Regions from separate parts of the Mus musculus genome. Here all the other regions are linked to region 1. Evidence: chromatin contacts called from public Hi-C, HiChIP or PLAC-seq and Micro-C data. All regions are on one chromosome and are shown on one strand. Each heading gives the region's core, a stretch centred on a gene start, on an enhancer-like site or on the middle of the called end of the contact. The rest is flanking DNA. Distances are from core to core; before and after follow the strand shown.

What was found. A called contact is a pair of places that touch in the nucleus more often than the background predicts. HiChIP or PLAC-seq counts read pairs in DNA pulled down with a chosen protein or histone mark.
Region 2: an H3K4me3 HiChIP or PLAC-seq map of neural tube shows a contact between it and region 1, with 5 times the contacts expected there. The contact joins the enhancer-like site here to the promoter of Tfap2b in region 1. A contact is called at or near these places in 10 of 39 promoter capture datasets (the 3T3-L1 cell line, the C10 cell line, HPC-7-derived erythroid cells and 5 more), 5 of 115 datasets of contacts at active chromatin or transcription factors (astrocytes, embryonic hindbrain, embryonic midbrain and 2 more) and 1 of 9 other capture datasets (embryonic stem cells).
Region 3: a contact with region 1 is called in an H3K4me3 HiChIP or PLAC-seq map of craniofacial prominence, with 6 times the contacts expected there. The contact joins the enhancer-like site here to the promoter of Tfap2b in region 1. A contact is called at or near these places in 12 of 39 promoter capture datasets (the 3T3-L1 cell line, 3T3-L1-derived adipocytes, cranial neural crest and 8 more), 1 of 484 Hi-C or Micro-C datasets (the N1E-115 cell line), 4 of 115 datasets of contacts at active chromatin or transcription factors (craniofacial prominence, embryonic midbrain, neural tube and 1 more) and 1 of 9 other capture datasets (embryonic stem cells).
Region 4: a contact with region 1 is called in a Micro-C map of embryonic fibroblasts, with 25 times the contacts expected there. The contact joins the enhancer-like site here to the promoter of Tfap2b in region 1. A contact is called at or near these places in 19 of 39 promoter capture datasets (the 3T3-L1 cell line, 3T3-L1-derived adipocytes, the C10 cell line and 13 more), 1 of 15 datasets of contacts at CTCF or cohesin (pro-B cells), 77 of 484 Hi-C or Micro-C datasets (the 3T3-L1 cell line, 3T3-L1-derived adipocytes, the AML12 cell line and 46 more), 15 of 115 datasets of contacts at active chromatin or transcription factors (PVALB interneurons, astrocytes, craniofacial prominence and 11 more) and 2 of 9 other capture datasets (embryonic stem cells and pancreatic islet).
Region 5: an H3K4me3 HiChIP or PLAC-seq map of neural tube shows a contact between it and region 1, with 7 times the contacts expected there. The contact joins the enhancer-like site here to the promoter of Tfap2b in region 1. A contact is called at or near these places in 14 of 39 promoter capture datasets (the 3T3-L1 cell line, 3T3-L1-derived adipocytes, the C10 cell line and 9 more), 14 of 484 Hi-C or Micro-C datasets (cortical neurons, embryonic fibroblasts, embryonic stem cells and 8 more), 8 of 115 datasets of contacts at active chromatin or transcription factors (craniofacial prominence, embryonic basal ganglia, embryonic forebrain and 5 more) and 1 of 9 other capture datasets (embryonic stem cells).
Region 6: a contact with region 1 is called in an H3K4me3 HiChIP or PLAC-seq map of neural tube, with 6 times the contacts expected there. The contact joins the enhancer-like site here to the promoter of Tfap2b in region 1. A contact is called at or near these places in 5 of 39 promoter capture datasets (the C10 cell line, the HPC-7 cell line, cranial neural crest and 2 more), 7 of 115 datasets of contacts at active chromatin or transcription factors (astrocytes, embryonic forebrain, embryonic hindbrain and 4 more) and 1 of 9 other capture datasets (embryonic stem cells).
Region 7: a contact with region 1 is called in a Hi-C map of the N1E-115 cell line, with 3 times the contacts expected there. The contact joins the enhancer-like site here to the promoter of Tfap2b in region 1. A contact is called at or near these places in 9 of 39 promoter capture datasets (the HPC-7 cell line, cranial neural crest, embryonic stem cells and 5 more), 17 of 484 Hi-C or Micro-C datasets (the AML12 cell line, the MC3T3-E1 cell line, the N1E-115 cell line and 12 more), 6 of 115 datasets of contacts at active chromatin or transcription factors (astrocytes, a beta-TC-6 cell line, craniofacial prominence and 3 more) and 1 of 9 other capture datasets (adipose tissue).

The regions. Positions count from the first base shown.
Region 1 is chr1:19,206,868-19,210,928 of GRCm38.p6, forward strand. Tfap2b (transcription factor AP-2 beta) reads left to right here and starts at 2,047. Exons shown (of 7, transcript NM_009334.3): 1 at 2,047-2,381. The coding sequence starts at 2,301.
Region 2 is chr1:20,178,292-20,182,352 of GRCm38.p6, forward strand. The region is part of intron 60 of Pkhd1 (polycystic kidney and hepatic disease 1); the gene reads right to left. Among named protein-coding and RNA genes, the nearest start is that of 4930486I03Rik, 180 kb to the right of the region's middle. Within about 2 kb of position 2,105, at least 2 of the 459 cell types and tissues checked have an H3K27ac peak or open chromatin away from gene starts, as enhancers often do. A contact at or near this core is called in neural tube, where this site is marked.
Region 3 is chr1:20,133,946-20,138,006 of GRCm38.p6, forward strand. All of the region lies in intron 60 of Pkhd1 (polycystic kidney and hepatic disease 1), which reads right to left. Among named protein-coding and RNA genes, the nearest start is that of 4930486I03Rik, 220 kb to the right of the region's middle. Within about 2 kb of position 1,731, at least 11 of the 459 cell types and tissues checked have an H3K27ac peak or open chromatin away from gene starts, as enhancers often do. A contact at or near this core is called in the N1E-115 cell line, craniofacial prominence, neural tube and 1 more, where this site is marked.
Region 4 is chr1:19,972,224-19,976,284 of GRCm38.p6, forward strand. No RefSeq gene overlaps it. Among named protein-coding and RNA genes, the nearest start is that of Gm32651, 370 kb to the left of the region's middle. Within about 2 kb of position 1,943, at least 27 of the 459 cell types and tissues checked have an H3K27ac peak or open chromatin away from gene starts, as enhancers often do. A contact at or near this core is called in adipose-derived mesenchymal stem cells, embryonic basal ganglia, embryonic fibroblasts and 4 more, where this site is marked.
Region 5 is chr1:19,949,724-19,953,784 of GRCm38.p6, forward strand. No RefSeq gene overlaps it. Among named protein-coding and RNA genes, the nearest start is that of Gm32651, 350 kb to the left of the region's middle. Within about 2 kb of position 1,963, at least 17 of the 459 cell types and tissues checked have an H3K27ac peak or open chromatin away from gene starts, as enhancers often do. A contact at or near this core is called in craniofacial prominence, epidermal suprabasal cells and neural tube, where this site is marked.
Region 6 is chr1:19,925,967-19,930,027 of GRCm38.p6, forward strand. No RefSeq gene overlaps it. Among named protein-coding and RNA genes, the nearest start is that of Gm32651, 320 kb to the left of the region's middle. Within about 2 kb of position 1,990, at least 8 of the 459 cell types and tissues checked have an H3K27ac peak or open chromatin away from gene starts, as enhancers often do. A contact at or near this core is called in neural tube, where this site is marked.
Region 7 is chr1:19,784,984-19,789,044 of GRCm38.p6, forward strand. No RefSeq gene overlaps it. Among named protein-coding and RNA genes, the nearest start is that of Gm32651, 180 kb to the left of the region's middle. Within about 2 kb of position 2,183, at least 2 of the 459 cell types and tissues checked have an H3K27ac peak or open chromatin away from gene starts, as enhancers often do. A contact at or near this core is called in the N1E-115 cell line, where this site is marked.

The sequences.
Region 1 (4,061 bases), core at 797-3,296:
TGCTCCAACGTGATTTTAAAACATGAATACACGAACTTAGAGAATAATGAAAGCTTTTTCCAGATGCTGTTTGGTTTGGGTTAAGGTTATCTTTAGACAATTAAAACCTAGCAGTTAAAGATTTAAAAAAGAGGGATGTAAATTATCTTGTTAATAAGTTTGTGCCTGGGGAATTTTAATTTCCAAATCTATAACGTCTATCTTTCAAATTATCAAGTAGAGGATGACTTAGTGAAAGAGTGTGGAATCCACTTTAAGTCCTTCCACACAACGACATTAAGAGGAACGATTTCCTGTCTCCCAACCATCTCTGGTGGCGAAAGGGAGACATATCTGCTGACGCTGGAAGACTAGCCTTGTTCTGTGTAGTTTAAGAATATTTTCTTTTTAGTAGAGGGAAGAGGGGAAGGAAAGAAGAAGGAAGGGGGAAGGAAGGAAAGACTAGAAGGAGAAGATCTAAAGAGAAAGAAGGAAAGAAGGGAGGGAGGGAGGGAGAAGGGAAGGAGGGGTTAGAAGAAGGAGGAAAAGAAAAGGAAGAAAAGAAATCCAACAGGGAATAGAGAAAAAGATGTGTTTCTCAAGTTCTGCCTGAAGCACCCTGCATTTCCTTCATTTGACTTACAGTAAATTAATAATAATAACAGTAACAATAATAGATCTACAGGACTGTTCATTGCGAGGTAGGAGTCCTCAGCTTGGCTGTTAGGAACCGCTGTCTTCCTCCTAGTCTATCTGAAGCCTTCTCCTACTCACGGAGCCTCCGACCCTGCCGGAGCTCTAGAATGCACTGGAGTTTAAAGACAATCTCCCTTTACAGATTCACCCTCATCAGGTTTAATAACTTCCACCCCAAATTACCCCAACCCTCCTCATTCCCTCCTGTCATTTATTTTCTGCCCCAGGGGCCAAGATCTTCTTCAGTGCCTCCCTACTGACTCCAGGGAACCCTCCGAGAACCCAGAAAGGGTGGAAAGATGGGGAGGAGAGGGAGCTAGTGAATATAGAATTCCTCATGAAATTAAAAAAAAGAAAATCCTGTGCCTTACAGGGTGCCCACTTGAGGGTAGGTTAGTGGTTAAACTTTGTACTTGTTGTTATTTATGCTTTGAAAATATTTTTTAAAAAACTAAACTTCAAAAAGCACATATTCAAAAGAAAATCTACCCCAATGCAAAATGGCCAAACAATATTTGCTCTTGTACATCTTAAAACATTTCCCACTGTTTCCTTAAACAGTACAAAGCTTAAACCTTCTCAAAGATTTGGGTGTTCTTGTCTCAAGTCTATCAGATTAAAATCACAAATTACAGGCAATAAACCCAAATACAAAATGTTCTATACCCCTGTTAAAGGTCTCAAGATTAACATTGTGTGCTTTGTTGTTTCCAACATGTAAAGGAAGAGAAAAAACTTAATAAAATGGAGACTCCAGGCAAACAGAAAGACACCAAGGAACCACTAAAAATATAGAACAATCCCTAAAGCAACAAGCAATATAGATTGTAGGGTCCACAAGATATTCAAGTTTCCAAATGTGTTAGACACAATGAGCAAAATATCAGAAACCATTGTGGTAAATAGTGGTGTTATTCTTGTTCCACAATGATACTTTTATAAGGTTGCATCAATAGAGAAATATAACTCAAAGTCAAAAATCTAGTGGTGTTTTTTTAATGCTCCCCTAAATATACAAGAATAGGAAAACTGTCTTTAAAATCTCAGTAATGGTTCTCCTAAAAGAAAAAAAAAAAAAACTATGTAGAAAATTTGGGGACTGATGTGCGTGGTTTCTCATTGTCAATTATTAAAACACTTTAGTTAGTGGCTGCATTGATTCGCCATTTTCAAAACAGATTTTTAATGTATCTATTTATATTTCTCGTTTTGAACCACTATATTCCCTTTAAATGCACGGTTAGTCTGTGGATTCTGTGACCCAGAGGTGTTTATGTAACTAATGTGACTATCTGCGTGTAAATTCATGTTTATGATTTTTTATAATATATATGTGTGCATGTGCGTGTGTGTGTGTGTGCGCGCGCGCGCGCGCATGTGTGTGTGTGTGTGTGTGTGTGTGTGTGTGTGTGTGTGTATGCGTGCGCGTTGTATCTAAGTCCTGTGTGCAATAATGTTTTTCTGTCTGCTGAGGCTTACTTCTCCAGCCTATTGTTTGAGACAACAGATATAAGTTGCGATGGGAGAGGAGCGTCGGATTTGGTGTGTATCCCCCATTTCCAATTATAGATGGATCATTACAGACAGCGGAGTCCTGAGAAACCAGACATCTGCTCCTCACATGAATGCACTCACCTCCTAGAGACCAGGCTGCGATCATGCTCTGGAAACTCGTGGAGAATGTCAAGTACGAAGACATCTATGAGGTGAGCGGACACCCCAGATGCATTTTAGAGCTTTGGAGATAGAAAACTGGAGCTTCTTTGACACCCCAGCTGATATATTTTAAGCTATTTACTCGTAGATTTCTGATCGGGTTTCTGAGGTTTCTTTAAGTTTTCTAAGGCTGGCTCTGGGAGACTTTGCTCTCCAGAAAGGGAACTTTTAAGGTTGGAATGTGAGAAGTTTAATTTAGGAGCTATTTTCTTTTCCTTTTTGTTTTTCTTTCTCTCCGGCTCTCTCCTTCCCCTTGTAGACTCTGGTAGGTAACGTGGAGCCAGGAATTCAGGCAAACAGTGAGGGAAAAACAGTCTCTCCTCATTTTGAGTACGGGACAGAATCGGGTTTTTAAGCCTCACGCCGACTGGGACTTTAATTTTTGCTTTTTAAACTTTTAATATTTTTTTTTAAATCGGTAACCAACGTACGCAGGTAGAGGGTAGATATCTAGGGAGAGCGAGGGGAAAGGAGGGATGTATGAACAAATCCAGTACCGTATGGGAGAGAGCGCGGTTTGTTATTTTTGTTTTGTCGTATTTTGATTCTTTGCGGGTCAGTGGTTCCAAGCAGAGATGGCAGCCGCCAGCGTGTGGGCATTTTTAACGAAGCCTGCCCACACTTCGTGCTACCCGCTACCGGTCCCCAGGCAAGCGCATCCCTCCCGTGCTTTTCCCTCCGCCTTGTCGGACGCCACCGAGAGCTTCCGGAGTCCGCGTCGAGCGAGGCTGTCCGGCTGCCCTTCCAGCTGGCGGGCGAGGGGAAGCGGCCCGGCTGGGGACAGATGAGGGATCCCGCGCCACAACCCGGGAGCTGGGGAGCTGAGCTCAAGAGGAAAGGAAAGTAAGGCTCAAGGGGACGTCGAGAGAGGGAAGGCAGACTCCGAAGCTCCAAGATATCTGAGGATCGGGATTAAAAAAAAAAAAAAAAAAAAAAAGCGAAAGGGGTTTAGCGAAGAGGGAAGCAGAGGCGGGGGAAGAAAAGTTGGAAAGCTACCCGCAGCAGCACAGCAGCACGAGGCTGGGCCACCGGGCAGAGGTGGACAACCCAGACTCAGTAACCGGTTCTGAAAGAAATCTGAACCGTGAGCCTTGTAGGTGTTGGGACAGCACCGCGGTGTTAGCCTTGCTCAGCTAAGAAGAGTCCGGAGGCAGGCGCTAGCTCTGTCCCTACCGCTCTTAACTGGGTCCGGTGTGTGGCCGCGACTCCTCAGGTTTTCTGGGTAGAGCGGCTAGAGCCAGTGGCCAGGGTCCCCCAGATCTGCCATTCTTACGACCTCATTTAGAGGTAAATGAGAAAGTGAGAAAGGTAGAAGAAAAGGAAGTCAAGAAGAAAATGAGAGACAGGAAAGAGGAGGGAGAGAGAGAGAGAGAGAGAGAGAGAGAGAGAGAGAGAGAGAGAGAGAGAGAGAGAGAGTTCTTCTTTCTCGGGTGACCTCAGGTTTCGCCTTCCTCTTTGTGGTAGTGTACTGAGGAACCGCGCCTCCCCGCCTGGTGGGATTCAGCGTCCTTTTATTCCTAACAGGCGGGATTATGTTCAACTCCAGGGCGTTGAACTATCCTAAAGAGAACGTCGCCCATAGTAAACATAGCACTGGCGGAGCTAGAGCCGCGGTGGAAATAGCTCTGGGTATATACATAGAGGAATTATCCTAATCAGTGTGGTGCTAG
Region 2 (4,061 bases), core at 855-3,354, 970 kb after region 1:
AGGATGGGGGCCATCTGAGCTGTAACGCTAATCAGTGGTTTTGTTTGTTGTTTGTTAAGGAAATAAAATAAAGCTCATTAAAAACTAATCATTCATCATTTCATTCTGCACTAATAACTTTATTCCCTTTTTGATTATCCTTCTTAAACACATCCTAGCATCAGGGTGTGAGCTAGAAATGTGTTCTCAGTCATCACACCCTTTCAGTTAAGATGAAAAGTAAAAGGAGAGGACAGCAGGATGTAGGATTTTAGAAGGCACTTTGTTCCTGATACTTGCCTAATATGAGCTATAATAGAAACATAGACATATTTTATACAAGAAGCATCCAGGAAAGAACTAGGTAGTGAGCCCCATGTAATAACAAATTCAACGTGAATTCCTACTGCAGGTCTAAGTACTTTTATGCCATTGTAACAAACAATGTGTGCAAGTTTTATTACTGCACACCTTGCTGTCCCATTCATTTCCCAGCACAAACGGTCTTCTTTAGGAGGTAGAAATGAGAGATATGGACTTTCTAATTCCTAGGTTAAAAACTTAAAAACAACAACCACCTTTAATATTCATGAAACTATTGACCACTGAAGATGACTTCAAGTCAAGACAGCATACATACCTCTAAAGCTAGAACTTAAAATAAAAGAGTCTATAGAGAAAATAGTAATTGCTGAGAGTCTAACATGAGGAAAAGCTCTCAAGATTCAGTCTTTACTACTTAAAAACAAATTGGTGATGAGATATGCCCTATGATCAATCTATTATTAGAGTATGGGTATCTTTTACATTTTGTACAATTTATTGTGGAATGTTGTAATGTTATTTTATAATCTCACACATGTACATAACATATACTTGTACCCCTTCTCCATATTGCCTCTGTCACTTTCCCACCTTTCTGCAAATCTCTGTCTTGCTTTCACATCTAATCATTCTGTTTTGCGACCACTGAGATTGCCCACTTAATTTTTTGTGTGCTTAATATGAGACTAAAATATTTTTTGTTGTGCTCAGAATACTGTGTATATAAATCCATATAATGGCTACAGCAAACTAAAGTATGACTCAGTGGTAGAACATTTGCATCTTCTTCCTGAGACCCTGGGTTGGATCTCAAGACACACACACACACACACACACACACACACACACACACACACACACACACTAATGTTATTTCCCCCATGGGCTATGAACATCACCTGTGTTGCTAGAGGGGAAAATCTGAAAATGATCAAGTTAAGGTTCTGAATCCAGGGGAATAGCTTCCACTATCTGTTTAAGCTTCGAGTGTAGTCACAAGCATCCTGACAAAAGAGGCTAAGGAATATTTGTCTATTGCAAAGCAATGTGGCCACAGGGACAGAAATGAAGATGAGGCAGCTGTCATGGCAACAATAGCAGCAACCATAAAAATTGAAGAGGAAACTATGATAATACCTAGCTGTAGCACTGTACACAGAACAGGGCCAGGGAAAAGATTCTACAGACCCATCTCTTATGCATGTGCCATCCTTTTCTTCCTTGGGATCATCATGGAAAAGTTAAAACAGATCGAGGAATACAAAATAATAGTTCAAAACTAGTCAGGCTGCTGAAAAATGCGGGAGGGATGTCTTGGAATGCCCATGTAATCCTTCTGTAGGAAACCCCACCCCGACTTAGCCAGGGCACAGGCTCGCCTTCACACTGAATATTCTGTATATCTGTGAACCATTTTTGGCAGGTCTAACTGAGTGCTCCCTGTTTTAAAAAACTTTTCTGTCACCATTTTTGTGTCCATGGAAATGGCAAAGCTGTGCACACCCCCTGCAAGTGACACACGCTGCTCTCTCTCAGAAGCATTGATTTAGAGAAATTTCTCACCATGTACCCCATTATTTCTGTATTCGAATGGAAGAAGGAAGGAAAGGGAAAATACAAAGAGAGAATAAAATTATAATTATGGGGGCAAGGAAGAGCAAGAAGGAAAAGGAAGGGGCCATTGGTGCTTGTGCGTGACTCTCTTTCATATGGAATTAATGGTGGTTTAATGGGGTATGAAGGGAGGCTGCAGAGGACACAATGAGGAACAATTGTCTAGCTCACGTTTCATTTCACAGGTCATTATTGCATTAAGAAGTAAATCGACCAAGTCCGGTAAATAACAGTCTGCGTATCGCCGAGAGCTTCAAGCCAACAATTTTAGCCCTCACAAACTAATATCTCTGTCATTTTAACCCTTGCAGGGTTGTGCTATGGGGCTAAACAATTATGACTTTGCCTGGTTCTAGCAGGTGAGCATAATTCAAAGCCCCTCTAGTCCCTCTTTTTGAAAAACAAAAAAGGAAAAATAAAACCCAGAAGGCCATATTTTAGCATTGTTGTTTTGTTGATGAGCCAGCCTTAGCCAAATGCAGCTCTAGTGGCCTTGAAAAACAACCTCCATTTTAGTGAGTGCTGCAGGCATCTTTAAATGGACTGCTTCCTCTGCAAAATTAATTGCTGCAAAATGCAGTGCTCCCTCATCTAAGCTTCTGCAAGCTCACACTCAGCTATTTGGGTGGGCTATAGACATTTTTGAGAGATCCAGGGAAAATGAGCTTCCCTCCTTTATTACAGGAGTTCACGTTTGTGTCACCGAGCATCATCAGGCACTGGACATCCAGAAGTTTCTAATGCCTGAATTCTACTTCTATTAACTCAGGGGCAATTGGTGGGTAGGCAAATGCTGACTGAATTTTGCATCAATAGCACAGTAAATATACCAAAGGCAGTGTAAAGTAAACAAATGCATTTAAAGTACAAATAGCTAAGTGCACATTTAAAAGGCATGACAAATCAAGACACTTTATCTGTGGCAAGAAGTCGAGTTAATATTCACAGCATTTCATCATCATCTCAAAGTGAGTTAAGTGGTACTGTAGTTGTTTGTCTTGCAAAGGGATTATAGATGCTTCAACTTTCCTTAGTATGTCTAAATGAAGGCGAATAGACCCTAACTTCTATCCTAAAATAGAAATGTCTTGAACAGACAACTCCAGTATCCCTATTCCCTAGTTTTTGCTTGTGTAACTAGAATGAAAAGAACTATTCAAAGAACTATGGGATGCATGTCTCTGCTGTTAGCGTTTAAATTCATAGATTGAATATGTTACTGTGGCAAGGAGACACTATGAACATGACTAGGGGTATATTTTTGTTTGTATGTTTGCTTTTTTGTTTGAAATAGGATTTCACTATATAACCCAATTAGCCTAAAACTCACAATCCCCCTGCCTCAACCTCCTGACCTCTGGGATTAATAAATGTGTTCGTTTGTGCACAGTTTAAGGCTAGAGATCTCACAGTGAAGAGATTTTGCAGGACAAAGAAAAACATTTAGGAGGTGAAAACTTCCTGGCTGAAATCAGAGCTGGAGACAAGAAAGTAAGGGAAAGGAAAAGCATACAGGAAGCATTAAAGCTCCAAGCTAGGAATGCCCTAAAAGGTGACCATGAACCTCAGCTTATGTGAATCTAGGAATGGCCCTGTCAGTCCTACAACCACATGCAACTGAATTAGTTCCAGAGACTGAATGGACTGAATGTAGATTCATAGTGCCAGGCAGCAGAATGTAATGTTAGCTTTACCTAGGGAGAACCTAATTTCACCACCTGAATACTGATGCTGTTTCAGGACACTGGTGTATCAGTATTCTGTGGCATCAACAGGAAATAAACACAAGAACTAGCTAAGGTGCATTGCTCAAATTCTCCAGTCCTCACTCCAAGCAGAGCCATGACAAGGCTGAGTGGTCACTATGATTCATGTAGTGCTTAGAGTGATTATGGCACGAGCTAAGGCTTTTGTATGTATATGTCTACTCCTGTGGTCTCCTCCTTTGCCCATAACAGCAGAATTCTAGTAGAAAGAGAATATGGCTTGAAGTGTGTATATGCTAGCTTCTAAGCCATCAGTATTCCAAAGCTGTGTCCTCAGCATTGCACCAAATATTACTATCCATAGCAACATAAAAAATAGTTTCCACATTTGAAAGATCTCATGGGTCCAGATTAATTGAGACTGCTGGTCCTCCTACA
Region 3 (4,061 bases), core at 481-2,980, 930 kb after region 1:
CACACTCTCACCAGTCTTGCTGTGCTTGTCCTTCTTTTCTATGAGGACACCTTTCCAAAGTACTTGTGGAGAAACAGGCAACCACAAGAGGCCTACAAATACACAAGGCCAGCTTGCTTGGCAGAATGTCTGCCTCTGTCATGTTATTTTGGTGGGTGTTTCAGAGTATTTTTTTATATTTCATAAGATAAAATACTCTTTAATGATAGTCTTATTTTGAGAAAGATAAGGATAGGAGGTAGAAGAGGTGAGGGGATGACATTATGAGGGGGTTGTGTCAGGTGGGGTGACAGATAGACCCAATGTCTCTTTCTTCTGAATCAGCCATTTTAAATTTTTCTGTACCTCTACTGATAGAACATTCAAACCAAATCCAGGAACTATCTCATGTTATATTTTCTAATGATGGTGACATTTCTCCATGATATAGGACTTGAAACAACAAGTACTTTTGTGGCAGGAATAAAATTTCACCTACAAACTTCAATGGATATGGTCCCAATTACGAAACTTATTATTTGAATACTACATTGAAAACATCCCAGGCAACTGCAGGCTCAGGAAGTAGGCTCACCAAGAGATCAGGTTCAGCTCTGATTGCATCCTGCCTCCTCCTCTTTGAAGCTGTGGCTAGGCTTCTCATCCTCCCTCTAACTCCCTTTTCTCACAAGTAAAGACATTAAAAGCTGCACACAACTCATGGGCTGATGCACTCTTGTATATAAGATATTACATCCTCGCTTAAACATTGACCCCATAACGAAAGTTTTTAGAAAATGTAGATGAGGGAAATACCCATACATCCATAGAAGTGTGGTGTGTGTGTGTGTGTGTGTGTGTGTGTGTGTGTGTGTGTGTGTGTGTGTGTGCATGCTTATACTCACACATATGCATGTGAGGTCCAGTAAAACATATATTATTCATCACTGAAGTAAACAGCCCCACACTGAAAATCCAGGATAATTTTCACTTTTGTCCAATCTCCATTTATTTCTTTTGTCCCAATCCCCACCGCATCCCATCCCTCATCTCATCTCCTTTCCTATTAGCAAGCCTTATCTTCCAGCTTTAAACAAAGCAGTGTTCATTGCGTGCCTTAAAGAGAAGGACAGCCACCATCATTCTTTACAAGTGCAATTCCTGGCACACCCTTTCCTCAAAATGATAAAGTCATCACCTCTCCAGACCCTGTTTTGAAGCAGCCACAGTAATTCTGCTGGGTGCCAAAGCCAAAATGAATGGGACTCTGCCGTGGCCTGCTCAGAGCTGTGGCTATAATGAGATTTGAATGGGAAGCCCCGGACACAATAAATCTGCACCATATGTGACCATTTCCTGTGTCAATTCCTTTCTCATAACCAGCAGAGACTTTTTTCCCCCCTCTCCTGACCCCACACCATGACTCTGAAATCTTTCATGGCTGCTTATGGGCCCCAGGCTCTTTACAGCAGTTGTATAAATAAATGAATTTGACAGCAAACATCATAACAGTTAGCAGTAATGTGTGTTCGCCAGAAGTGCCTATACTACCCACTGGAGAAATGGCAGAGGAAACAGCTTGTTTTGTTACCTAAACAAAAGTAGTTTCATTTGACAAGTGGTGAAAGAATTAGTCAAATTAACTTGAAACCCAATGGGACTATTTTGCCAATTCGCCCTGTTAGAGAAACTTTCCCAGCAACTCAGTGCCTGTGACTCATAAAAGAGAAATTCCCTCTTCTTATTCTGACAATCCAGGCTAGGGATGTAAAGCCTTTGACTGGTACCTGTTAATCTAAGAGGCAAATCCAGCCAGCCTGTTGGGTATGAGGTACAGCAAAAGGTTTCTTACCAACCACGGCAGAAAAGCCACGTGTGACCATTGGCATGAAAATATTGAGAGGTGGCTATCATGACACAGCTAATGTGTGACCTCAGATAATAAACTGAAGCCTCTGAGTGGTTCCCCTCCTCCCTTTTCCTAATCGTATCTTCATTACAGAGCAACCACAAAACATCCAAACCCAATAGTTGCTTTTTTAAAAGCTACACTTTCCCCTGTATCTCCATAGTCCTAGTAAAATAAGTTTTTCTATATTTGATGAATTTGAGTCAGTTACAATAAAGATAATAATAGCCTTGCTTTTCAGTTCAAAGGACTGCTTTGAAAGGGCTTACATATCTGCACAATCCTTTATGGTATCTCCATGCTGGGAGAGATTGCACAGCACAGTGATTCTCTCTATCCTATAGAGCAAGCGGCTGTGTTCAGGTCCGGACTCAGTTACTCACATTCTCTGTGACCACACTTAAGTGAATTGCCCTTGGTGTACCTTGTTTTCCTCCATTTTCCTGGTTTTTAAACCAGGAAGTTTACTGGTACAGTGAGATCCCAGTCTGGTTTTCGTTGCTATGGGTTATGTATAACATCACAGACTGGATGCTTTATAAAGAAGAGTTTTATTTAGCTCACAGTGCTCCAGGCAAGACATGCAAGAATGGGCAGCCACATGTGCTTGCTCTTAAGATCTGCTGCTGCTTGGTATAGAGTGGGAAAATGGAAGAGCGGTCTGGCTCATACAAAGAATAGAGAGGCAGGGGCCACATGTGTTCAGGAGAGCTGATGTACCGTTACAGGGATGTGGCTCTCCATCTTCATGTGGACAGAATCCCCATGATGCAAGCACCTCTTAATCCCCCACACCATTACATCAGAAGTTAAATATCAAAATCAGTATTGAAACTGCACAGACCATACTAAACCAAAGCAGACTTATAAAGTTCATACTGTGACTATACCAATTAATGCATTTTTAAAGCACAGAAATGTAATCTAATCTAATATTGGCTATTGTTAGACCAAAGAGAGAAACCTGACAGGGAGTCTCCTTAGCAACAATATAGCCCCTTTCTGTAACAGCTTAATACTGGCAGAAACCATATGGAAATAAAGTAGAAAGTTCTGGGAGAAAATTGTAAATTGTAATAGTACAGTTATTCAAGCTGATAGCTATCAAATTCAATGAATATTTATTTTCAATGCAAATATCACATAGACCCTCCAATATCATTTTTATGTAAAACTTATTTTTACTCTGTTATGGTGGTACACTTTGTAACGGTCAGTTAATCATTGTCTATAGAATTGCCCTAATAGTGAACATAAAACACTGATTAAGCCCAATGTCAAACTGTGCACCTGTAATCTACACAATTAGGAAACAGAAGAGGGAAACTGGAGTTTGAAACCATCATAGGCTACATAGTGGGTTCAAGATCAGCCTAGGCTGTGTAGCAAGTTCTATCTAAAAAACCCAAAGGCTACAAAGAAGCTAAGCAAGAAGGAAGGCACACATGAGGATACTTGAATCTCACTTAGAAGGGGGAATAAAATAATCATAAGAGGCAGATGGAGGGGAGGAACTGGGAGGTAGATGGAGATAGGAAGGGGACTGGGATTTCAGGATCAGGTATGGGGATGGACAGGAGAAATGGCCAGATGGCCATGAGAATGAATGTAGATCTGAAACTGATGGGGGTGGGAAGGTGTTGGACATCTCCAGGATGTGACAGAGATCTGGGGTAAGTGAAGTGCCCAAGAATCAATGGAGTAAACTTAGCTGTGACTTCATAGCATTGGGGAAATAGAACCTGAAGAGGTCACCTTCTGTAGCCAGGCAGGAACCCCAGTGTAGCAATAAGGACACCAACCCACAAACAAAACTTCCAACTCCAAATTTATCCTGTCTAACAAACAATGCAGGTATGGGGGGGGATGGAACAGAGATGAGGAGATGACCTACCAATAACTGGCCCAACTTGAGACCGATCCCATGGTCAAGTACCAATCCTTGACACTATTAATGATACTCTGTTATGCTTGTAGGCAGGTGTGTAGCATGGCAGTCCTCTGAGAGGCTTTACCCAGCAGCTGACTCAGATAGAGATACCCACAGCTAAACAGTAGATGGAGCTTAGAAACTCTTATGAAAGAACAGAGAGAAGGATTACAAGCCCTGAAGGGGATAGGAACTCTACAGGAAGACTAACAGAGTCAACTAACCTGGACCCTTGAGGTTTTC
Region 4 (4,061 bases), core at 693-3,192, 770 kb after region 1:
CCTCCCAATGATGGCCGACTAGGCCATCGTCTGCTGCATATGCAACTAGAGACACATGCTCTGGGGGTACTGGTTAGTTCATATTGTTATTCCTCCTATAGGGTTGCTGACCCCTTTAGCTCCTTGGGTACTTTCTCTAGCTCCTTCATTGGGGGCCCTCTGTTCCATCCAATAGATAACTGTGAGCATCCACTTCTGTATTTGCCAGGCACTGGCATAGCCTCACAAGAGACAGCTATATCAGGGTCCCTTCAGCAAAATCTTTCTGGCATATGCAATAGTGTCTGGGTTTGGTGGTTGTATATAGGATGGATCCCTGGATGGGGCAGTCTCTGGATGGTCCTTCCTTCTGTCTCAGTTCTGAACTTTGTCTCTGTAACTCCTTCCATGGGTATTTTGTTCCCCATTCTAAGAAGGTGCTTGCTTTAAGTATGGTGTGAGGAAATGATATTTTTATTCATTATGGGGAATTTTGGAATCAAATTTTTGTCTCCCTGAGAATTATGTGGAAAGCTGTTTTTTAGTATTCAGCCACAAAACCAAGGTGTATTGAATTTAATTAAGCTAATTTTAATGAAGTGTTCTTTCTTTGAGTTACTTCCTTTATATGGAACTACTGGGTTGCATCCAGGATCTGGGTCGTCTCTTGCCATGTTTCCCTGGCTCATCTTTCTTCTCCTGTCTCTATATCTCATATTTCTATTCAGAGAAAATGGTGGATAAGCAGAAAACAGAAAGAGGAAACATCTGGTCTTGAGACAAGCATCAAAACTGATCACTTACAAACCCAAGTATTTGCTTTGGAAAATAAGTCCGGAATATCATCAAACAATGTGAGAGGAAATTGCCAGACTTTTTATTTTCACACTGCCATCAAGGAAGGAAGCTAGTGGGACTCAGCACATGTACACTCACCTAGATCTCTGTGTTATGGATTCACAGTTTCAAACCTAAAGAGAGAGTGTGTGTGTGTCCCCTCATCCTTTCCATTCACTATCAACACCCACTGCTTTATAAGTGAGGAAATCAAATGTCCTTCTGAGATAAAAGACTGACCTTTCTTCTGGATTGTTTTTTAAAGAAAAAGTCCCACAAAGCTGAACATTCATTTCTGGAAGAATCCAATATAGCTCTGTTCCAATGCTCACTTTTATTCAAAGTTCGCAATTTGAAACTAAACATTCTGCAGGGACAGGCTACGGCAGCCTCACTGCTGATGGTATTTTTCTCAGCCTCCATACATGGTAATAGACCGCACAGTCTGAGGCTTTTTCAGATGGGCTGCCCAATTATATTTTTTCAAAGATGTTTTGCTGACATCTAGAGGCATTTGGGTAATAACACTTATTAATAATGATTCTTCTCATTTATAGGGTGCCTTGCATTGCATGCTCCCTCTGCACTTTACACACATTAATTAATTACACATCACAGCACCCCAGTGAGGTGGAGTGGGTGGGCATTATTGTGTGTGAAGGATTTATTGATTTTCAGAGACAATATATAGCTGAGGCACAGAGGGAAAGCGCATAGGAACAGGGATTAAGGGAAGAAAATAAAGACAGAGGGTGAATGCAAACGAAGTAAATACAAATGAGTACAACCCCACTATGCTCCATAGAAAGAGACTATTACCTGGAAGTTTTAAAGGAGTGAACATTAACATACGTTTGTTTGGGACTTCTGCAAAAATACCTAGGAAATTGAAGGGAACATTTCTTCAATTAGAATTCTAGTGCTGTGGTTTGAAACCTGTTCTCAGTGCTTCCACCATGGGTATCCTGGCATCCTGGATTTTTCTATGAAGTCACGAAGGGGCTGTGGTAGGAGCAGGGCCTGTGGGCTTGCAGTGGAAGTATTTCATGAGTTCAAGACAAGGATTGGGATCCTGCATGGCCATCCAGACAAGGGAAGGAGAAGTGACTTCAATGCAAAAGTATGCTAGGAGGCTGTGGAATTCAAACTATGCCACAGAGTTCCATAAATCAACTGTCCTTTGAAATTCTTCTAGGCTTGTTTTATGGCAATGGCTCAGATAACTGTTCTTTTGAAGCAGTAACTACTCTGGCTTTTCATGGCAGGCATCGTTCTTATTTATCTTCATAGAACTAAAACTTCCAGGGCTTACTATTTATTTCTAAACTGAAAGGTAATATTCTCCTTAGAAAGAAAAATGTTGTAAACACTAGCTTGAAGTCACCAAGACATGATAAAAGACTGGCAAAAAGCATTATCCTCTTTCTAAAAGTTATTGTAATGTTCTATCATATGACAGTCACAATAAGTTGCCTTTAAAACAACTTATTTTAGTCAAATCCGATGAAAGGCAGCAAGAAAGTAAATTGAATGTAAATGATCATAAATGGGTCTTAGACTTCCAGCGCTGATTTTGAAAACTAAAACTTCCCCCAAATCCCCATAGCAACTGAAACCTGTTACTAGAACATTGCTGTTTCTCGTGAATCTTTGTTGACAATGTAATTCCCAGGATGGGCTCAAACTTAGAGAAAAATGGGCTCAGTTGGTAAGAGTGTTTGCTGTGGGACCATGAACACATGTAACAAGCCTGGCTGCTCCCTTCTGTGAACCCCAACATTTTGTGGGGTAAGATTGCTGGAACTCACTAGCTGTCAACCTAGATAAAAAGAATGTGATTAATCAAGAGCACTTGCCTCTGCCATGTACACATGAACATACACAAATACACATACACACTGAGAGAGACAGATAGACAGACACAGACAGACAGATATACAGACAGACATAAAGAGCTCAGAAACTGGTGGGATTTATTAGAACTGATTCCTGTGGAAACTTGCAGTGTCCTGCATGGCCATGAAAGAGACAGAATAACATGGTTCCTGCCCCTGAGACAGAGCCCACAGGGGGTGGACTTCCATGAGTGTCCATGGTTTCTGTGAGCATAAGGCTTGTTTCTATAATAATGCATATATTTTCACATTCCCCCTTCAAGGAATGTCTTCTTTGCGAAGGTTAATGACTCCATGATAATCAGGGACAGCAGGAGTCTGGGAGGCAAGGGTGTCTCAGCAAAATGGGAGAATGCTGTGACCTACAGGACAATTCTTCATGCTGTGGGAAAGAACACTCAAAACATGAGTTCAAAAATATATAATTTTTCAACTATGCAAAAATCTAACAATGCAATATGAATTTTATAAGGTGCTTCACAGACCTAAAGGAACAGAGGCACTGTGAGCCAGCTTGTCAGAAAGATATTAATGAAAGAGATAAAGAGATTTAGGGAGTGGTGATTGCATATCCCACCCAGCTAAGTTTATTGTTTGTGCTTACACAGGCAGGCAGATTCCTAAATTCAAGGTCAGCCTGGGACCAAGAGAGTTTAGGTGCAGGCCTAGGCATGGTAGGAATGGTAACTTCAGGGTGGGGTCTCACCTACCTATCTTATTGTCTGTGCTTGTGCTTGCTGTATTTTTCAAAGAATCACAGAGCTAGGGTCTGTTGTGTGGATTCATGGAATAATCAAAAGGGAACCTGGGGTGATAAGTAATCAGCATGTAAATAAAAGACTGGGCTTTTGATCTGCAAGAGATGAGCCATTCAGATTTATTAGAATAACAAGAGAAAGCTCTCTTGAACAGAACATAGACTAGCTTGTACCCAATATTTGATTTCAAGTTCTTTGTTTCACTGCTCCTATACATCCCTTCCTCAGAACCCCTCTTCTAGCTGAAATTGGTCCTTGGCAGAAATTCTTTCTGATGGGGTCTCTTTTCCTAGTCTCTGCTATCATTCATATCTATTTGCTTTACTTCATGCCATGGAGAAAAGCTAAAAAAAGTTCCTTTCTTCTTCTTCTTCTTCTTCTTCTTCTTCTTCTTCTTCTTCTTCTTCTTCTTCTTCTTCTTCTTCTTCTTCTTCTTTTCTTCTCCTTCTTTTTCTTCTTCTTTCTTTGCATTTTTTTCTAGAGCTGTTGTTTAAACCATTCATTCATTGGGATGAAATAACTTGATCATATTCTTTCCCAAATTACATCAGAACTAGGTGTTCTGAAGCCAGAGGAGTTTTGCTTAGAGGAA
Region 5 (4,061 bases), core at 713-3,212, 740 kb after region 1:
CTACAGGCAGGCATTGTACTGCTAACTTTGAATACAACTGCAGATTCTAGAGAAAGAAATGTGTGCGTTTGAATTGCCTCTGAGTTAAACAAGCTTTAATTTTATTAGTTTTTTTTTTTCATTCTTTAAAAACTAAGGAGTTCATTTTGTTGTTGTTGTTGTTGTTGTACTAGGACACTCATGTACAAACATCTTCTCTTTCTTTGAAGGAGCAGGTTTGAAGCTGAAGCTTCAGAGAAACAAATGTCTGTACATAAATGCAAGGACCCTGCACACACATGGGCAACACGTTCTCCTGGATATGCAGGCTTCAATGCACTTCTGAAGAAGCCTCGATGCATGTCTCACATTCTTTGCTTCTCATCCACTCATATAATATGACTGACTTACTGTATTTCACTTTCATTATTTTTCAAGATACCATGTTACAAATGAAATTATTCTTCAGGAGTCCCTCTTTAAAACTCAGACCATTGTTCTCCCAGGAAGTACACTTGCACGCTGAACCAAGGCTGCATAGTATGGTAGTGGGAGTCTCTGAAGCTGTACTTCTTGGGTTCATTAAAAAAATGTATTTTTACCGTTCTCTGTATTTAAAACTCATTTGTTTTCATATTTATCACCATAATAAATGCTATGTATTTATTTATTTATTTACTTACTTATTTTATGGGAACCACTGGAAGTTTCTAACACTGCCTTAGGCTCATTGCTGTACTTTTGGGGAGTCTATTCTCCCCATGATAAATGAGCTTAACTTCAAAGATAAGTTGCAACAATGCTTAAAAGGGAAACCCCTATTCCAGCTAATATGTGTTAGTCCCCTTCACTACCTTCCAAACACCATTACATGGAAAACAAGCCAGGAAGTAGGCTTAAACCCTGCTGTGGCCAGCCAACAGTGTCTGCTATAGACTACGTAGAATACAAGCAAGCTATAGAGTAAATTCAAGCTACCCTATTAGCTTGCAGGGAAACACACTAGTGTGGTTTATCCTTGTTATCTAGACATTCATTTCAACAACACCCACAGAAAGAAAGATGACATTATTGTTTGCTATTTTGTTTCATTTCATTATCGCAAAATGTTACCAAGTTAAAAGGCTTATTTAAAGTGAGTTTTAAAACTCTCAAAATGCTTTTGATTATGTTTCCTGACTTCCAGCTTTTCCAGGACGAAATGCTCAAGGTGGGCTTATAAAATTTTGATTTTAATGCTGTGTGGTCTCCAAAGGGCTATGCGCATTTTAAATGAAGTATTGGTATTTCATATTTAATAGCATATATTTCTTTCTAGAATCCCTCTGATTTTTAGGAATTTCACACTAGACCCTTCCCTGAGAATATGCTTTTTAGAGGCATTTTAAAATGTGACTTTAGAAGAAAATGGCTCATGAGCCCACAGTGCTCCTCTCCAAGAGTCCCATTTGTTTTTCTGGCCAATGAATTTTCATTCCACATCCCGGATGGTTACAAGAGTAATATATAGATGGAAGAGGGTGTGCAGATTGGAGCTGGCCCTTTATCCTTTGAAAGGGTTAAAATGAAAAGGGGGTTTGTTGCAACTGGGGGTCAATAGGGTGGGGGATGAGGGAAGGAAAAAGGAAAAAGAAAAGGTTAGTGTTTTCTGTCCATTAAAGGGGGTATTCTGTCCTGAAACAAAATTGGTCATGCATTCCAGAGGCGTTTCCTGGTGGAGCCGGAGTCTGATTGGAGCACCTGCCCTGCTATATTGCTGGCCCTGGGCTCCTCTCGCCCAGCCTTTACCATTCCAGGGAGCTGGATCTGTCACTTATTACAGACAGATCACCCAGAGTGCCTGAGCCCCACCAAGGGGAGAGGGGAAATCTCTGTGACAACTTGACTCAGCCTCCGAGTCATCAGGCATAGAGAGCTTTGTTTTGATTCTTTAGACGCTTAAAAGTGGTTCCCTGTTAAAGACTTCCAGAAACACGAAACTGTCTGCTTCCTGCGGACAGATAGGTTAGTTAGTACCCAAAGCTGAAGAAAAAGAAACAGTGGGTGCTGGGCATTAAGACAGTCAGGAGCATAGAAGAAAATGGTGTGTCGTGTGACCGGCACACAGCAGGTGGAGTCTATTAGTTCTATACACAAGGTAAATAACTACACTTGGTCTGTGACTCTTGAAAGGCATCCCCCAGTGCCACAGCTGTGTTTTTCTATACCCCTCTGAGTACCTCCATATATCTGTGCCCTGGACAACCTCAGTGCTGAGGAAGGACACTTTATCCTGAAATGATGTCATCACCTTTTACTGCGTGCCTCGACCGGTTCTAATTTTTAAAGACGTGTTGCTTCAGAGGCTCACAAACTGTGAACAGTTTCTTAATGCATACTTTAAAGGATTAGCTGGTTCCCTTTCATCTAGTCATTTTGGGTTTATCTTGGAGAAGTGCACAATGAGAAGAAGATTTTAAATGCTCACCCCCCCCCCCAATTCTTCTCAATGGGTGTACATCGAAAGGGACTTACTGTGATAAAATCCAGTTGTGAACAATTCACAGTGCCCTGTGGCTGTCTGTTTGAATTAATGAAAGGTAGCCTTTGTAACTGAATCTTTCAACCCCAGGGTCACTCTCTCCAGCCCTCTAGAACTACCCTGCTAATCATTAGAAGGACAGCCCTTCAATACTTTGGCCTTTACTATAGTTCCTGAAAGCTCAGAACAGGTGTTATCAGAAAAACACAATAGAAGAAAAGTTGATGCTACATCTATTAAACTCAATATCTATTAAAATTCAAAGTGATTTCTCTATTATTATTGCTATTATCATTATCATCATTATCATTATTGCCAAGGGCCTTGGTTAGGAAAAGGACATGGTGAAATCTTCAAACAGAGCATCCTTAACCCCTTGTGGCACAGTGGAATTTGGGAGTAGAGAATTCATGCTTAAATACTCTCAGATTTCTGAACTCTGAGGCCCCTGAATTCAGCCTTGAAACAATTGCAGTCCTGGTGGACAGCAGCGTATGTTGGAAGAGTCAGAAATTTTCCTCTCTACAGAAATTTTGTGTTTCCACTAATTTTTCTTTTAGGTTTTTTTATTATTTTTTTTAATGTATATGAGGGATTTAATCTTCGGGCACCACAGTTAAGGTAAAGATCAATTTGCATACATCAAAATGAGTAAAATCTTCAGTGTTTACCAAATACTCTTACAACTATTAAGACATTTGCTTGCATTGCCCCTGTGTGGATGTCTGTGCCTGGCATACTCTCTGCAGATGAGGAAACAGCAGCTCTGAAACCTGTGAAGGGGCCCATTCTGAGTAGACAGTGAGCTCTGGGGAAACATCACAGGACAATATGGCCAGTCAACAAAGAAATCTGTCTGTGAGCCAGAGTTTCAGTCACTAAGTGTAGGAATGTATGACTTCTTGTATTACATTGTTTTCAATGTAATACTGGGATAGCCTGAACTACATTCTTTAGCATATTCATCTCATCTATTCTTCCTCACACTGCTCTCCTCTCTAATATCTCTGCCTGAATTTCTTCTTTTCCTTGGAAACTCAACTGAACACACCCTTCCTCCATGAAATCTTCACTGATAGCACTAAGCAGTCACTAATTTTTTTCCCTTGTGTGTTTTCTCTGGCCTCAAAATTACTCTTTCATGATGAATTTACCAAGTTGTATTAGTCCCACTAATACAACTGTAGCTCCTGCTAGGCTCCAAGTTTCACAGGAGTGATGTCTTGAATCATTTATGTTCAAGTCCCCACATTTGTTATGGACCCAGCAATGATGTCAGCTCTCAGGGGATGGTGGAAGATTCTCCTGTATGTGTGTGGCTCCACATTGTTTCTTATGTCACCTACATCTGACAACTCAAAAAGAATCTCATGATTACAATGCAAGACCCCTCCAGCTTCTGTCCTTTCTTACCCTTTCTGTAGCAGGCACTACTTAGTAAGTTTCGAATAGAACTGTGCCACACCACTCTGTTTTCAAATTGTAGTTAATAAAGAAGTCAAAGAGCATGGGTATTCTATGGTATTACAAGGATTGAGTTTATACAGGTAACTAGGAAGAG
Region 6 (4,061 bases), core at 740-3,239, 720 kb after region 1:
GTCAGATAGTGTTCTGGGGTCATTATCTGACCAAAGACTAGCAGCACACATTTTTTTTTCTATATCCCAAACATATTCATGAGTATAACTTGGAATTCTATGAATGAGTTTTATTGAAAATAATTTAAACAGAGTATATGAAGTTCTTGGTGCAAGAGTATTTGGTAGAAAAATCATGAAAAAGATGGTATTTTATACAGCTCAAAATGAGGTTTAGAACAGTTAAGGCTGATACAAAGAAACTGAAATCATGCCTTCATGTAAATTGATTGTATTCAAATGAGTGGATGATCATATATTAATTCTTTAAGACTATGATCAAATGATTCCCCTTCCTCAGCCTTAGCTGAGCCCTTGTTAGAAAATTATAAATTTTGTCTATGTGATTTCTACATTGTTTATAATCTTTGATCTTAAATTACATAATTATATGTACGTGTGTGTGTATGTATGTATGTATGTATGACCTAGGTGTCTTTTATATGAATATAAGCTTCTTAATTTCTGAACCCATTTAATTTCACTAACTTCTATAATGTAAGGACTTTTGCTCCAGTGGCAACCTTGACCCCAAAACATGAAGGATGATGGGAAACAGAAGAACATGGGGATACTTCCTGTCTTGTAACTTTTAGGCTTTCTTCAATTTCATAAGAGAAGAATGGCACCCATAGTATTTACGAAAGAGACATGTATAAGAAAAAAAATGCTATCCTTATTCAGATGAAATTCCTGAAGGTGGCCCCAAGTAGTAGAATGTGAAGGTCTTTTCAAAACCTTCTGAAGCTTGCTTCAGCAAAGAAGCCAGAAACTTTAAGAAAAGAATTTGAAGTGTCACAACTGTGGGGACTTTTTAAGCAAAAGTGGTTTCTGCTAAGCCCTGAGAAGTAGCTTGCAGTCATCACTAACAGAACACTGGGCCATAGTGTAGAGCTAGCACACATCAGGCAGTGCTCAACTTCTAGACTGATGACAGGATCAATGCTTTAGATGAATACAGTCTTGGATAACAGACTGGTAGGGTAGTAGTCAACAAGATTGAGCAGAGGTAGAGAACTGTGAACTACAAAAGAATGACCCTTTTCCAAAGGTTCTTATGTGCCTAGCTCAGATGTATTTTTTCAACCTTGATATTATGTGCAAGCCAGATTTGCCTTTGCCATTCTAGAAAGCCTGCCACAGATTGAAGGAAGAATGAAAACTTACAGTTCTCTAAAAGATTGGTGGTAAAAACATTATGCAGTAAATGTATGCCTGATTGGGGTTTTCCATCCAAATATACACCCTTGCAAAGATGTGTGTTGATGCTGGCATCTTTAACACAAGAAAACTGAAAACTGTACACCTTATGTTCCTCTAGTGGTTGTACTGTATACTGCATATGCCCCGGTGCCCTGCTTAGTAGCAGGCAATATTTAGTTGACCAGGCCTTAGTGACCCTTGAAGGCTGATACTATAATAGGTCCAGAGTTTGTGGCTGTGAACATAATCCTGTAGAAATACAGTTAATGCCCATATGTTTCTATGCCCTGTGAATGAATGGTAAGATTTTGGAGAAAAGCCAAGCAACTAAAATATTCAGTTATGCTCTTAAAATTTATTGTAATGACATCTGAACTGTTACCTCTGATTATCACATTTTTTTTCTTTGAGCTGAGATATATTTTGTGAGTCTCCACCTAGCTCTAGAATTTGAACCCAATTCTCCCATTCCCCTAAGCTGGCAAAACCAATGTATTTAAGTCTTTGCCAGTTTTGAAAGCTGGTGAGATCATCAACTATTCTTATTGGTAATTTATCGAGTAGAGAAAGCTGATTAAGGGCAAAGAAAGAAGGCTTGATCTCACAGACACGTGCATACATAAACACTTCTGCCATCCTGCCCCATTCTGCAGCCCCAACTGTGCAACCCACTGAGCACATTAGCATTGAGCAGGACAAATGACCTATTTTCAATCAGCTGGAGTCAGCTGCCTCCCACTTGTCTCAGCCTCTCTGCCTCATCATTGTTCTTCAGGCCCCCAGCAGCAGGAGGTAGAGGACACGTGGAGCCATTCTCACCCTCTGGCCTCAAATCCAGTTCTTTTCATCAAATTGTAGACAGACACTTTCCAAGAACTTGAATGGGGATCTACAGCCTCCTTGGTGACTGCTCATTAATCTGCTTGTTCAGACATTCCTCTGCCTTTTGGCTGGTCTGTCCAACCCCCCGAGGACAATAATACCCAGAGAGCAATCACTTCTTACAAGCTGTAAGTACAATTCAGGAAGGCAGGACCGTCTAATAAATTCTGCACATTGGATAGAGCCAAGCCCCCTAAAGATCAGCTTTATCTAGATCTGGAGGATGTGGACTGACATATTGACATAAAATATTAAATTTTGGATGAGGATATATGTGCTCATTGGGAAGTCACCAAAGCTAAGCTGTGCTGTGCTTGGTACCACCAAAACGCAGGAGGCATTTTTACAATTTATCCTGTTGAAGCAAATGCACTGATTGCATCTCAGCACTAGCCCATGCCTTTAAAATGCTGCCCTTCTGGTTGGGTAGATAAAACATAACTACATGATCTGGAAATAAAGTGAATTTCAACTGAATGGAACAGGAGCAGAGAGAAGGTAGATTTCCACCTTGAAAGACCTATGAAGATCTGAATGAGAGAAGTTGGCATGACTGGGACCTTAAAGGATTGGCAGTGTCTGGATAAATACATTTAAGAGATTAAGAGCAGTCTGAATAATAAGGCTGGAAAATTAGAAAGAATAGAAAGTGTATACATTGAGGTGGGGGAGGGGAATCACCCTCATAAGATTGAGGCAATGGATTGAAACAGGGGAAAACTAGAGACCACCTGGGAAGCAGAGCAGAAAAGGCATCTAAGAAGCTCTTGTCTCCTTCCTTTACCAGTATTGGAGTGAACCATTTCCAGCTAAATCTATGTTTAAGCTACGATATCGTCAGCAACATCTGCCCCCACAAAGGCTCAGGCAACTACATGAAAGAAAGGACAGAAAGACTGTGCAAGCCAGAGAGATGCAGAAATCAAGGAACTTCAACACACAGGCCTTCACCCATTCAAGCAAGATGGTTATCAGTGCTGAGATGGGCATGTGGATGTGAGCACCCACCCCTAACCTAGAACCTGTCAGAAATAGGAACCCACTTGCAAAGGAAGACAATTTTTTTTCTTCAGTGGAGTTGCATTGGGACATTAACCGTACTTTAGGGCAAGCCCCGTGCCCAGCAGTAGATGGCCAACACAAAATGAACTTAACAGGATTTATGTAGACTTTTTATATCATGTTGCTTTGTTTGGATTTATTTTTATTTTTTGTCTTACTGATCTTTTGTCTGTATATAATGTCCAATTTTCTGGTTTTGTGGAGTTTTATGTATGTATTTTTTGTGATTTTGTTTGCTCTGCTTTTTCTTTTCTCCTATTTTGCTTTCTAAAAAGAGAAAAAGAAAGGACATGGATTTGAGTTACTGGGAAGGTTGCAAGGATTTGGGAGGCATTATGGGAGGAGAACCTTGATCAGAATATATCTTATGAAACTATGGTTTTCAATGAAAAATAAAACAAAAAGATATGTTAGAGATAAATCTAGACCCTAATGATGATGTTCTATGGGTGATTGAAAAGCTATTTGAAACTTCTTGGTAACAGGTGGCCCTATCAAAACAGGAAAGATACTGCTTTCTGATTTCAAACCTAACCTTCACTGCTTAATGGAGCAACTTTGTAACTTAAGAGCTCCCTGGGTAGTCACTAGGCAGTTTAGGAACCAGCATGAAATTAGTGCTGGCCCCGAGGCTACCATTTAGCACATTGAAGCAGCAACTTTTGGAATGGTCTCCCACTGTCCTGACAGGGTCTCATTCTGCATTTCTTTCTAAGATGTCCATTGAAGATCCAGGGAAGATTGGCTCCAACAATTACCATCAAGGATGCACATCTTGAGAGTTGCTGAACAGGTCCTGAAAGGTAACACTTGCTCACTTTATGGTAATAAGAGTATGCGTAGAGACTCATTTCTGAATATCGGGAGATCTCATG
Region 7 (4,061 bases), core at 933-3,432, 580 kb after region 1:
TGGAAGCAACAATACAGTCTTACCAGACTCAGAGTTTGTTAGCTCTTTGATCTTGTACTTTCTACCCTCCAGAACCATAGGGAAGAAATATTATTTATGAATTACCCAGTGCTGAATATTCTTGTAATAACGGCATGGAGAATCTGTATAGTGCTTAGCATCATACTTGCCACACAAGGTACTTCTGTGCTCATCACTATTCTAAGTTATTCATGCAACTCCCATTTCTGTCTAAAATCTTCCTAGTAACATCCAATTGTCTTTTCTTCTTTCATGAGACTAACGGACACTGAGAGAAACAGTATGTTACTTAACATGTAGGCCCTACACCAAACTTCTGAGTCAGCAGTTCACTTGTTAAAATAAACTTGAGAATCACTGTCTTTCTGGAGTTACCCAGAATCTTTGGGTATGAATTTATTATAGATAATTTTATTACCGGCTTAGGGCAATTTTTATGCCCACCAGTGAAGGAAAACACCCTCTTATTTAGATGGCATTTGCAGTGTTCACAGAACTCTGTTTACTAACAATCGCCCCAACACCTTAGAATTGGTCTTCCTTCAGCCTCTCCCGATGCTTCCTGCCATAAAGACCATTTGCTGGATAAGCAAGTAAAGAAGTGTAGGTTAGTTTTTATTTTTAGGCTTATAGTATTCTACATTTTCATCAATGTCAATGGTACATAATTTTAAATGTACTTTTAGATGGTATTTATATATTCATTCATATGTTTACACATTATTTAATTATCTGAAAACCTACTAAATAGGTTTTACTAGAATTAACTTTTTTTTTAAAGCAAATCTGTGAAAGTTACATAATAAACTCCACAGCCACAAGATAAGTGTATGATGAAGATGAAACTAACCCAGAACCTTCTCTTTGGTGTCAGAGCTCTGAACAGAGACAATAACCTTTCCTTGAGCAAATAGTAAGCATTGCAAATGTGTGGCCAGAACTTTAAGCATTGTCTTAATGCATGATGTCTAATGATATTAAATCTCAACTACTGACAGTCCAGAGCTCATGAGATAATGAGCTTGTCTGCTTGGCCTGATGACATGCAAAATCAAAAGAGAAGGATATGATTGATGTATATAGTATCACTTTTAAAAGACACTCAAGTATTGTCATTAAAGCAGTTTTATTTTTAATGAAGCAAAGTTAAGATCTACAAAAAAAAAAAAAAATGGGTTTTAACATAGGCTTATGCCCAGGCATTGGGGGAGCATTTAGGAAAATGTAGTACATTCCCAAGACATATGTTTGACCCTTTCTCAGAAGAGTCACTAGAGTAGTTTTAAAAGATTAAAAATAAGCAAATTATGATATATGAGATTTGGAGATTCAGATGTCATTAAATGGTGGCAGGTTTGGCTTTGATCCAGACTCCTAAGAACTCCTGTTTCACCCCATCACTTAAGACATCCCACTGTCCCAGTTTGCCTGAGAGTGATGCATTTCCCATAATATAAACCAAAGAGTTGGTTACCCTACTCTACCACAACATTGTCTAAGTTCTATCATATACTGTATAACTCTGACTTTACAAACGGCAATCAATGGTTAAGTGAGCAGGTCTTTGGGATCACCAAGTGGCCCATCTTGTTATCAAGATGAAATGAGAATAATAATGATAATCTTGTAACCCAAGATCTTGATTATGATACTAATCAAAACATTTGCCATAACAATGTCAATTATCATTAAATAGCATTTCCTTACTCACACCATGGGAACGTAGCCAGCAATATAATAAGCCACCCACGATGAAGTGAAGGGATGCTGCCTATGTTCTGGAAAAGGACCACAGAAAATAAACTGTAGAGAATTATTTATAAACTGATGTGATAATTTGTGTGTGGGAAGTGTGTTAGGTGCTCTGCAGCCACTCATCTTGATTCTGAAAGGGAAAGTGTCTTTCATCCAGACGAGCAATGACTATAAAAAATATGCACTAAGACACTGCCCTCTCCTCAGCCATAATCAGAAAACAACTTCATGTGATTCTACTTTTGATGACTCTTTGGTTATTATTTCCCAGTGATTTATAGATACCATGACACCATGAATGGGTTTTTCATATTTTGTATCACCCCCCGCCCCTTCCCCTTACCACTGGATTCTTTTCTAGCACTGAGCTCTTCTTATCCATGTCAACTTAGATTAAGTCAAATTAGTTCTCATTTCAATACTGACAAAGATTTTGTTTGACAGCAAGAGTCACCTCTGGTTTTCTCCCAAGAACATCTTATCTGCAGAATGAATCATATGCTACATCTGGGAGAATGACAGAGAAATCTAAGGCATTTCCACTTCTAATAGAATCAGAAAATACAAGGTTTAAAACCGTGGCTAAGGACATTCAAGCCCAACAGAAACAGAGACCGACTGATTTAACATTGGGGATTTAGGAAATCCTAGAATTTACTCTCAATTTATAGACAGGGATTTTATTAAGTATAAACCTTGAAGGGAGTGCATGAAAGTCAGGCTGATTTGAGAGTAGCAGTGACCCACATTGTAATCGTGAATGAAACTGGAAAGTGAAAGTGGGTGTGAGATGGAGAAAGGAGAGAAGAGACACATTTCTTTTGGTTACAGTCCTGAGTATATTTGTGTTGGATCTAAATCCAAAGCTGAAAGGCAACTCTAACTCAGCTCCTTTCACTGGTCACTGGATGTCTTAGACTCTTACATTCTTTATATACTAGATCTGGGCTTTTCTTAAACTGATATTCTATGCAAGTGAGACAAATGATGACTGCTCTTATTTTCTGGACAAAGAAGGATGCAAAAGACTTGATAGCAAATAATGTTTCCACAGCTACATTACTAGAGATTTGTCTAGGCTACAGACTTCTCCCTCTTTCTATGTCTTCCCACTGCTACCTTTCTTCTCATTTATGACAATTAAGTGGTTTTCATCTGTGTTTCATTGTCTAAGTTTGCAGAAGTAATCATGGAAGTTTGGCAGACTCAAAACAGGATGCATCATATGCCCAACTGTTTTCTTGTCCTGTGTGGGTAACTCATAAAGTACTGAATCCAAGTCCCTCCACAAAGTACTGAGACACAGTTCCTCAAGTTGCTGGTGTAACAGCTAGTGTTCATATCATCTCATTTACACTCAGGATAAGGGAAGACTTAATACTGAAGGATTATTGGGGCAAAGAGTTTTGTATCACAAACCCAGAAGAACAAAAAATGACCATGAAGCAACTTGTATAAACAGACACAGATAGTGACTGACAAAATCAAATTGACTTGTGTAAGAGATCTGATAGAAGAGATATTTAAAGTACTATATCCTACAACTCTAATATAATGATGCTTGCATAGTTTTACACTTCCACCTTATAAACTTCTGTGGTTTTGTTGGTTCTGGCTTCTTAAGGCATACAGTTAAGTCACATCCAAGTTTAAATAAAGAAAAGTGAAAATTGTTACTCGAAAGGATCATCTATCATTTTGTGTTGGTTTCTGCCTTTCTCACTTACCTGGCTGCATGTTATAAACAATGCATTTGATGTTTAATTAAGTCAAATTGAATGTAGTGTTTACTCCAGATGACTCTGCAGTATGACTCATAGTTAAGTATTTTCTCAGAGGGCTCATTTGCAAATGTACGAGGGCTAAAAACATTTGCAAGAAGGAATGGCAAATGAAATCATAATGAAGTGTTTTGAGAGTGTATCTGTCACCTAAAGAGTGGCAGCATTGAAGGGTAGCTTTTTCTCACCTGAAACTTCTGGTGTTTTAGTTGAAACCTTTGAGGATAGCTACTAGATGATTTTTAAAGTGTGGTTAAGTGGGATAGGTTTAATAACTTTAAGAACACATGTTAACTATCAACTTTCAAAGCACATGATAATGAATATAATTGTGACTACTGATTAAAACCAAAAGGCTTGTGAGACCCTCTTATTTTCAACTGTTAGTACACAGAATAAAATGAAACATAATAAAAACATTTATATGAGATAAAAAACAGATTTTCAAAATATCAGATATCTCCCACTTAACCAGATTTAGATATTCTTAAGGGTTGGAATACA